Regions from separate parts of the Rattus norvegicus genome. Here regions 1 and 3 are each linked to region 2. A link is a contact called in public Hi-C data. All regions are on one chromosome and are shown on one strand. The core of a region is the stretch at or near the end of the contact, and the rest is flanking DNA. Distances in the headings are between cores, read along the strand shown. Region 1 holds the start of Carm1 (coactivator-associated arginine methyltransferase 1). Region 2 holds the start of Qtrt1 (queuine tRNA-ribosyltransferase catalytic subunit 1). Region 3 holds the start of S1pr5 (sphingosine-1-phosphate receptor 5).

Region 1 (2,700 bases), core at 99-2,598, 130 kb before region 2:
GGCCCAGGCTCTGCCCAAGCCCCCAAAAGTGCCCCACACTTGGGAATCAGACACTTCTTTCTCCTGTGTTACAAAGTCAAGGCATAAAGAGGAGAACCAGTGTGAACAGACTGCTACACACATTTCCCTTCCCACCACCCCATTACCAAGGAGAGGAAAAATTCCCACAGGTCAAAATTGATCCAGTCTTCCTTGGTGGCCCCTTAAGAGCATCAGTGAACGAAACCCTGGGAGACAAAGACCAATGAAACACAAGAGCAAATCCGTCTGAGGAATCCGTCACAAGAAAGAGTAACAAGAAAAGAATAAAAGCTGGAGGGGTGCGCTTCCAAAACACACTAGTGATTTCCCCCCTTATTTTCCCCACTGAAATGTCAGTTTTTGAAGCAGCTTCCAGTAATGTCACCAGCTTCTCACGTTCTTAAAAAAGACAGGAGGCGCGTGGCGAGGGAGGTGGCTTGTTACCTCTTGACTTCTAAAGCCGGCCATCAGCAAGCCGGCCTTCCTCTCTTCCACGTTTCCATGGGGGATGGGCTTGGGAATCTCTATCAGGAAGGGCTCTGTCCTGAGTCCTAAAGTTTACCCACCCTGGTGGGTGTGTGGGTGGGGGATCCCGAATCCCAAGTCCTCCTCCACAAGGGCGGCACCCAGTCTTCCCGGTGTTACACACTGAAAGCCACTTTTCAAATGTCCGTGTAGAGGATGTCCCCTGAGATGAGATCCACAAACCACACCCGCTAAAGAGCCCTCCCAATCACTCCCCCTCTCCAGTCCCCTCTCCAGTCCCCCCAGAATCCTCGGGGCCCCACTTCCTGCCACGCGCCCCCACCCCCACCCGCTGCAAATCTCAGGCCCGCGACTCTTGTTTCCCGCGCCCCTCTTCGGGCTCCAAGGTCCCCGCGCACACCCTCTCTGCCATCTCACCCGCGGGCAGCGGGAGCCGCGTGTACAAGATCGGCCCGAGTACCCCCCCCCGCCTCCCCCCTCCCCAGGCGCCCGCGCTGCCGGCCTCGTGCGCCGCCGTCCCCAGGGTGTCCCCAGCACTCACGGCTGTAGAGGGCGATGCCCGCCGCGTCTGGTCCGGCGCGCACCTCGAGGCGCAGCGCCTGCTGCTCCGCGTGCCGCTGGATCTCGCCGTTCGCGTCGCCGATAGTGAGGAGGCGGGCGCCGGGGAACACCGACACTGTCGCGCAGGGCCCCGCGCCGCCCGGGCCCGCCACCCCAGCGCTCCCCGCACCCGGCCCCACCGCCGTCGCTGCCGCCGCTGCCATCTTAGGTCCGGCTCCAGGCCCCGCTGCCACCACCGCCACCGCCACCGCCGCACCCGGGCCCAGGCCGCCGCCGCCGCCGCCGCCGCCGCGCAGGCCGAGGCCGAGGCCGAGCCTGGCAGCGCGCCGCCTGCCGGCCACGCGACGCCTCGCCGCCGCCGCCGCCACGGGCCGGCTCGGTGGCGCAGCGCCCCCTCCTGGCGCCTGAGGGAGCCGGACGAGCGCAAGCACGACGGGGGTGGGGCCGGCCCCACCCCGCGGGAACGGTCGCTGCTTTGTGAGGTGGCTTAGCCGCCCCGGCACGCCGGGTGAAGGCGCCTACGTCGGGAGGCGGTGCTTCGTCCTATGACACGCCCCTAGGGGTGCTAAGCTCCGCCCCGAGGCCGCGTTTTGCGAACAGAGGCGCTTTGTGCCACAGCGAACAGTCCTGGAGGGCTGGGCAGGGCATGCGTCAGGAGGCGGTGCTTAGCCTTCCGGGCACGCCCCCAGAATGATCAGGTGGCCCCACCCCACCCCCATCTCCAGGCTGGCGACCCGTGAACCACAGCGCTTTGTACCACCTGGTGTTTCAGGAGGCGGTCCTTGGCCTCTCGGACACGCCTCTGGGGCCAGACCCGCCCTCAGGCCGGCAGCACGCGAACGACCATGCTTTGTGCCACTGTGAGGGTAGCTCAAGAAAGGCGGAGGGGCGTGAGTCTGAGAACTAAAAGGAAACGCCTCCTCGAGGGCTGAGCTCCGCCCCTAGGCCAGCGTACTGCGTACTACCCTAATACGCATGGGAGTGAGGCATTCTCCAGAAGGAGGCGCTCTGCTACTTTATAAACTGGGGCTGGCTCCGCCCCAGAAGGGACGGTTATTAGCCAAATACTGGCGGAGCTCTGCATCTACGAACCCTCCCTCGGAGAGGTCGGATAGCCAGTGTCCCGCGAAGAACCTCTCCTGAGCCTAAAGGAAAGAGAACTGTTTCCAAACCAGGGTGATTCGGCCACGCCCCCAAGTTAAGGTTCCGCCTTGTAAGTTCCCAGGTAAGCTCTGCCTTGCTTTCTTCCCACTGGTAAGGAAAGACCCTGGATAGGTGGGGACAGGCTTGCAAGGCTTGCCGTGGCCCCTCCCCGTGCTGCTCTAGTGTAAAGGCTTTTCAAGCCGCACTCCAGACCTTGGTCTTCCGACTGAACTTCAAGGACATTCTTCAGCTTCTCCTCTAGGACCTCTCCTTTTCTCCATTTAACTCTCAGGAACTCTCAGATCCCCCAGTAGTGGCTAGTCACTGTGTTCAATAGTGCTATCCGCCGTTCACTTTTACTGGGCCCTCTCAGACCGCTAATTTACTGATCCTCTCCTGAGCCTCGGAAGGACTTGCAAAGATCCAACCCTTTCCCAAGTCATCCCTCCCATCTAATGGTGCAAGCACATAATCTCAGGCGGCCTGAGC
Region 2 (3,021 bases), core at 264-2,763:
GAAGGAAGAGAACTGGGGGTTCAAAGTCAACTTCAGTTAAAGAGGGAGTCTAAGTCAGCATGGACTATGTAGGTCTCTGTCTCAAAAAAAAAAAAAAAAAAAAAAGATAAAATAAAACAAACTACATAGATGGAAATAAGAGACCCAAAGCATGCCTGTCTCATCTTGTTGCCACCAATATTTTATTAAACTCAATTTGTTACTAGGAACACTAACAGCTTGGTGTGGTGGCACCTGTCTAAAAGGCCAACACTCCAGAGGAAAAGCAAAAGCAGGTATACCTCTGTTTGAGGCCAGCCTGGTCTACCAGTCTACATAGAGAGTTCTAGACCAGCTGAAGCTAAACAGTGAGACCCTCTCCAAAATAACTAGCAATAAGTAAACGATAAAATACACGCACATAAACACGCACACCACATAAACACATAAAACAAACCCACAAATAAAAGGGTAACTCCGTATCCAGCACTGTGCTTACACTCCTGACATTTGTTCTCTTGTCTGGTCAAGAGATGGAGACAGCTTCTAAACAGTGTAACCCAAGCAGGCCTAGAAGTAGCGACAATTTTCTGCTAGCTAGGCAGCCGACACGTGCTTTTTGTTTTTTAATGTGTTTCCTTTGTTTGCTGTGGTGGGGATCTAGTTCAGGACTTTGGCAAGGCACTCTAATCACCTGAGGCACATGCCCAACATGGGACCTATTCTTTATTCTTATTTTCACTGGGCTAAAGAGTCCAAATTCACGTGGCATCCGAGGACCTGTCTAAGCCACAGACAACCTAAAGGGGCGGTGCCCCAGGGTTCTCTTACCCAGAGCGTTCTGGATCTCCACCGACCTCTCTGGGCTCAAAAGTGTCTCTTCTCCATCATAGGGCGAGCGGAAGCGGACGCCCTCCTCCGTCACCTCGGACAAGGAGATGAGAGACACCATCTGGAAGCCGCCGCTATCCTGGGGAGAGCCCGCCGCAAAGCTGTCAGGAGATCGAGCCTGGGGATCTCTCACCTGAACGCAGCGCCCAAGGGCGGCAATCCCAACTCACCGTCAGCAGATTGTGGGGCCAATTCATGAAACCGTGAAGACCGTGAGCTTTCTGGATCAGCTCCGGACCCTGTGATGGAGAAAAAGTTAGGCCGTAACCCGACTCCACGGCCAGGTCTGGGTGAGCCCCAGCAGTGTGCTTACTAGAATGACATTTCCTGAGGCGTGTCCCGGCAAGGCGGCCCCCTCACCGCCCACCCCCGGATCGAATCCACACACCGGCCTCAACCCCAGATGGTAGGTGTTGCCCAAGCAGATGCGGCAGCCCAGGGAGTCCAGCTGCTCCGCGGTGATACCCTTCATGGTGGCCTGTGTACCCACAGGCATGAACACAGGGGTGGCTACCGTTCCATGCGGCAGCCGCAGCTCACCGGCCCGAGCTCTGGAGCGACTGCACTCAGCGACTAGCCGCATGATTCGTGGAGCGGACTCAAGCGAACCTGGGCTGCCTACCGCCGCCATTTTCAGTTCCGGAACCACGTGGGCTGACACCACAGTGGACAGAGCCATGTTGCCCGGAATCACGTGATCTGGGAGGTATCAGGAACCATGGCAACTGACGCCTACACCCTCCACACTGGATGTACTACTTCCAGATCCCATTGCTGACACTTTCCCTCTATAACGAAAACGGTTCTAAAGCCCAGTGCCATTGCTCAGTGAGTGAAGATACACGGCGCCAAGCCCGATGACCTGAGTTTCTGGGATCTACAAGACAGCCATTCAAATTCGTATGGGCGGACATACAATAAATGTATTTTAAAACACTTCAAGACATGTTTTTCTGTTGTATAAAATACAACAGTCCAATATGCTCCCAAGATTTGGGAGGCTGAGGCAAAAGGATTGTGTGGAGTTAGAGATCAACACAGCACAGTGAGTTTCCTGCCAGCTTGGGTTACAGAGAGATCCCATCTCACAAAAAGAAAAAAAAAAAAAGATTGAACAGAGCAGGTTATTGCACTCCTTTGAGTTTGGGGCTAGTCTACACTGCCTTGCAAGCTCCAGGACTGTTAAGGCTATATTATAGGCTACCTCCAAAACAAAACATGGCATTGTAGGGCGCTACTGCAATCCCACAGCCAGGAAGTAAAGATGAGTGTCAAAATTTCAAAACCATCCTCTACCATATAGTGATTTCAAGGCTTGCCTCAAAAAGTGTGTGTGTACTGGAGAGATGGCTGGGCAGTTAAGAGCACTGAATGCTCTTCCAGAGGAAATGGATTCAAATCCCCAGCAACCACGTGGAAGCTCACAACTGTCTGTAATGCCAAGATCTGACACCCTCACATGAACACACGTGCAGGCAAAACACCGATGCACGTAAAATTATTTTAAAAAAAATCAAAATAAGGACTAATGAGTTAGCAGGTAAGAGCATGTCCCCAGAGGACATCGGATACCTAGCACACACAGCCCCCTGTAACTCCAGTTCCAGGGGATCTGATGTCCTCCTTTGATCAGGCAGGTACACACACATTCAGGCAAAATACTTACATACACATAATAAATCTTTATAAACAAGCGCTTCCTGCCTGGCATGCACAAGGCTCTGGGTTGAGTCCTCTGCACACATACTCACATACACACGGCAGAAAGATAGATGTATTTGTGTCTTCATACATGTAGTCCCTAACACCAGTCTCTGTCATTCTGTGTTCATTCAAGGACCCAGCATGTAGTCTCAGTCATTTTTTGTCAAAGGATTCCTATCATTACAAAAGAAACCTAAAGCCCAGAACCTGGACCCTCACAATTATTCAATGGTGTGTGTGTGTGTGTGTGTGTGTGTGTGTGTGTGTGTGTGTGTGTACACTCATGTGTCCCCGGTGCACTGAACAGAGATAAAGTCAAGTGATTTACTGTCAATGTAAACTATATCTGTCACCTCTGCCGGCAGAGGGCACCATTGTCCCACATTTCCAAAGAGTTGCTATACAGAACCTGCTATTCATGGGCAAAGGTACTGGGTAGACCCTTAA
Region 3 (2,937 bases), core at 361-2,860, 170 kb after region 2:
TGGGGCTGGAGTGACCCTGGGCAAAGGGTACAGCCCCCAGGAAGATCATTAAAACAGTCACCAGAAACCAGACTGTGGGCACAGGTCTGAGGTTGGAAGAGCTGGACCCTGGCAGGAATCTCTTGGGAATTAAAGGGGCAGATAAGGGAGGAGGGCGGGTAGTGCTAGCTGAGACTGACCTGCTGGAGGAGTGGCCTGGGAGAGGGGTAGGAGAGTGACACAGACAGCATGGAAGAGAGACACACTCAAAGAGACAGGGAGAAACCACGAGGCTCTGAGAGGAGCCACAAAGATGGATCACTGCATAAAGCACACTCGTGACCTGAGTTAGTCCTGGGGACCCACATGGGGGGGGGGACCAACTTTGACAAGTTGTCCTCTGATCTCCATATACATGACATAGTACACACACGCATGCACATACACAGATACATAAATAAGCGTAATTTTAAGAAAAAATTAAAGCTAGGAATGGTGGTGCACGCCTTTAATTCCAGCATTCAGGAGGAAAAGGCAGGCAGATCTGAGGCCAGCTACAGCGCGAGTTCCAGGACAACCAGGACTACACAGAGAAATCCTGTCTCCAAAAAGAAGGGGGGGGAGGGGAGGAGGGGGAGGAGGAGGGGAGGAGGGGGAAGAGGGGGAAGAGGAGGAGGAGGAAGAAGAAAGGAAGGAAGGAAAGAAAGAAAGAAGGAACGAAAGAAAATTTAAAGAGACCCAGGGGACAGAGATATAGCAGACATCCATTTATCATTTATTACCTTACTCATTCAGAAGTGTTTATTGGCCATAATCTGTGCCCAAGACAGCCTCAAATCCCTGACGCCAGAAACACAAGTGTTAAATTTCATGGTTTAGATCCTAAAGGTTGAAAGAAGTGGGGTGGAGACAGAGAAGCCATAGGGCGGGAGGAATCAGATCCTACTTATTTGGGGACCGGGAAGTTCCCTCCACCTCCACTATCCCTCTTGTACCCGCCCCTTCCCCCTCTTGCCTAGCAGAATGAACGGAAAGTGGGGAAGGGCCCCCGTGCTGCGGAGCAGAGGAGACCTGTCCCCACCTGGTGAGGACCAGAAGACTCCAGCAGCAGCGCCAATTAAAAGTAACTCGTGGGGTTGGGGATTTAGCTCAGTGGTAGAGCGCTTGCCTAGGAAGCGCAAGGCCCTGGGTTCGGTCCCCAGCTCCGAAAAAAAAGAACCAAAAAAAAAAAAAAAAAAAGTATCTCGTAAATTGAGCCCAGGTACTGAGCCCTTAAGGTGTCTTTGGGATGCAGGCTCAGGGGTCCAGACAGCAGGAGACAGACAGGACCCCTTATCTGGAGTAGGAGAGTGGTTCATCTAGAAAAGCCCTCTCTTTCCTGCGATTCTGAGCCCTCCCACCTCGAGTGTCCCGGGGAGGGGATCCGAGGGAGAAGCTAGGACTTGTTGGTACCAGTCGCCGCTGAGGCGCTCTCCGGTGCCGCGGCGGGTGGCACAGGCTGGCAATCCGGGGCTGGAAGAAGGAGGGGGCAATTGCGGGCGTTCGCCAGCACTCGGCGTCGCGGGCCCGCCCTTAGACCTGCCACTTCCAGCCCCGCCCCCGTTGCATCCGTCCAGTGTTCCCAGGCGCACCGCCTAGGGCGCACGACCGGACCTAGGCGCAAGGGTGAGTGTCCAGCACTAGGGGAACTTGCGGCAAGTGGGACGGCTCCTTGGAGCGACTGCAGAGCTGAAAAGGCACAGCGCTCCTTGCTGGGGTTTCTAGATCCTTTATGGAACCTCCCCAGCAGAGAAAACAGAAAACTCCAGGGGTAATCGCAGGCCCCTGCCTGAAGGGAGTGGGGCCCCCAGGAACCCTCCAGCTTAGCCTGACTGGGCTCCTTCAAGCTTTTCCTAGTATCATTCTCATTTCCGGGCATGTCAGGTCACTGCGGGTGTTGGTATAAAAGTCCCATCTACCCTCTCCTGAGTGAACCGAGCAGAGAAAGCTGTTTAACCTGTATCTCTGTATTTGATGCCTCTCCTGCATTCAAAGTGGTTCAGTACTCCAAGTCTATCTGTGCTACTCTGAAACTGTCTGGAACGCCCCCCCCCCCGTTTGCCTTCCAGGCAAATCTGTTTCTTTGAAGCAGGGTCGGGGAACTGTGGTATTGTTTTTGTGGGGTCGTCTTTGTATAAGAGATGGACATCTGTGAGTCTACCTCTATGTAAGGCATCTCTCTGGAGCCTCATTCTGTTCGTCTGTAAAATGGGACTAAGAGGGCCTCAGGATTTGGGTCAGTTTGTAGAAGGCTTGCCTAGTATGCAGAAAGCCTAGGGATTTATGTCCAGATAAACTGAGTGGTGACATGTTCCTGTGACCTCCAAACTCAGGAGGTAAGGCAGGAGGATCAGAAATGCAATATAATTTTCTGCTACATAGTACCCAGCCTGGGGTACCTGAGGCTTTTTTTTTTTAAAGTGTGTCCAAAACTTCTATGAAGAGCATGGTGATGTGTGTGTGTCTTTAATCCCAGCACTTGGGAGGCAGAAACAGTTGAATATCTGTAACTTTCAGGTCAGCCTGGTCAATATAGACCCAGGTCAGCAGGGCTGCAAATGAAGACTGTCTCAAAAACAATTTATTTTAAAATCTCATTTACTTGTGTGTGTGTGTGTGTGTGTGTGTGTGTGTGTGTGTGTGTGTGTGTGTGGTGGATGGGTGGGTGGGACTGTGAATATATGTGTGCCACAAACACCATGAACATGGAGGTCTGAGGACAGCCTGTGAGGATTGGGTTCTCTCTTTATATTGTGTGGGTTCCAGACTTGAGTGGGCACTCCCTTTCCCACTGAGCCATCTTGCCAGGAACCTGTTTTTGTTTATCTGTAAATTGGAACTAAGTGAAGAATTGCTGAGAGGATTAAAGGGTAGGTGATTTAATGACATGTGTGTCTCCGAGGACCTCTGACTCTGTGC

Evidence for each region. Hi-C and Micro-C count contacts between places; a contact is called where the count stands out from the background.
Region 1: a contact with region 2 is called in a Hi-C map of Schwann cells, with 5 times the contacts expected there. The contact joins the promoter of Carm1 here to the promoter of Qtrt1 in region 2. A contact is called at or near these places in 7 of 12 Hi-C or Micro-C datasets (the Rat2 cell line, Schwann cells, frontal cortex and 4 more).
Region 3: a Hi-C map of Schwann cells shows a contact between it and region 2, with 5 times the contacts expected there. The contact joins the promoter of S1pr5 here to the promoter of Qtrt1 in region 2. A contact is called at or near these places in 4 of 12 Hi-C or Micro-C datasets (Schwann cells, kidney, mammary epithelial cells and 1 more).

What each region holds. Positions count from the first base shown.
Region 1 is chr8:28,372,018-28,374,717 of GRCr8, reverse strand. It overlaps Carm1 (coactivator-associated arginine methyltransferase 1), which reads right to left and starts at 1,348. Exons shown (of 16, transcript NM_001030041.4): 1 at 1,049-1,348. The coding sequence starts at 1,271.
Region 2 is chr8:28,241,199-28,244,219 of GRCr8, reverse strand. Qtrt1 (queuine tRNA-ribosyltransferase catalytic subunit 1) reads right to left here and starts at 1,513. Exons shown (of 10, transcript NM_022250.2): 1 at 1,259-1,513; 2 at 1,041-1,109; 3 at 811-949. The coding sequence starts at 1,501.
Region 3 is chr8:28,066,542-28,069,478 of GRCr8, reverse strand. It overlaps S1pr5 (sphingosine-1-phosphate receptor 5), which reads left to right and starts at 1,610. Exons shown (of 3, transcript NM_021775.2): 1 at 1,610-1,644.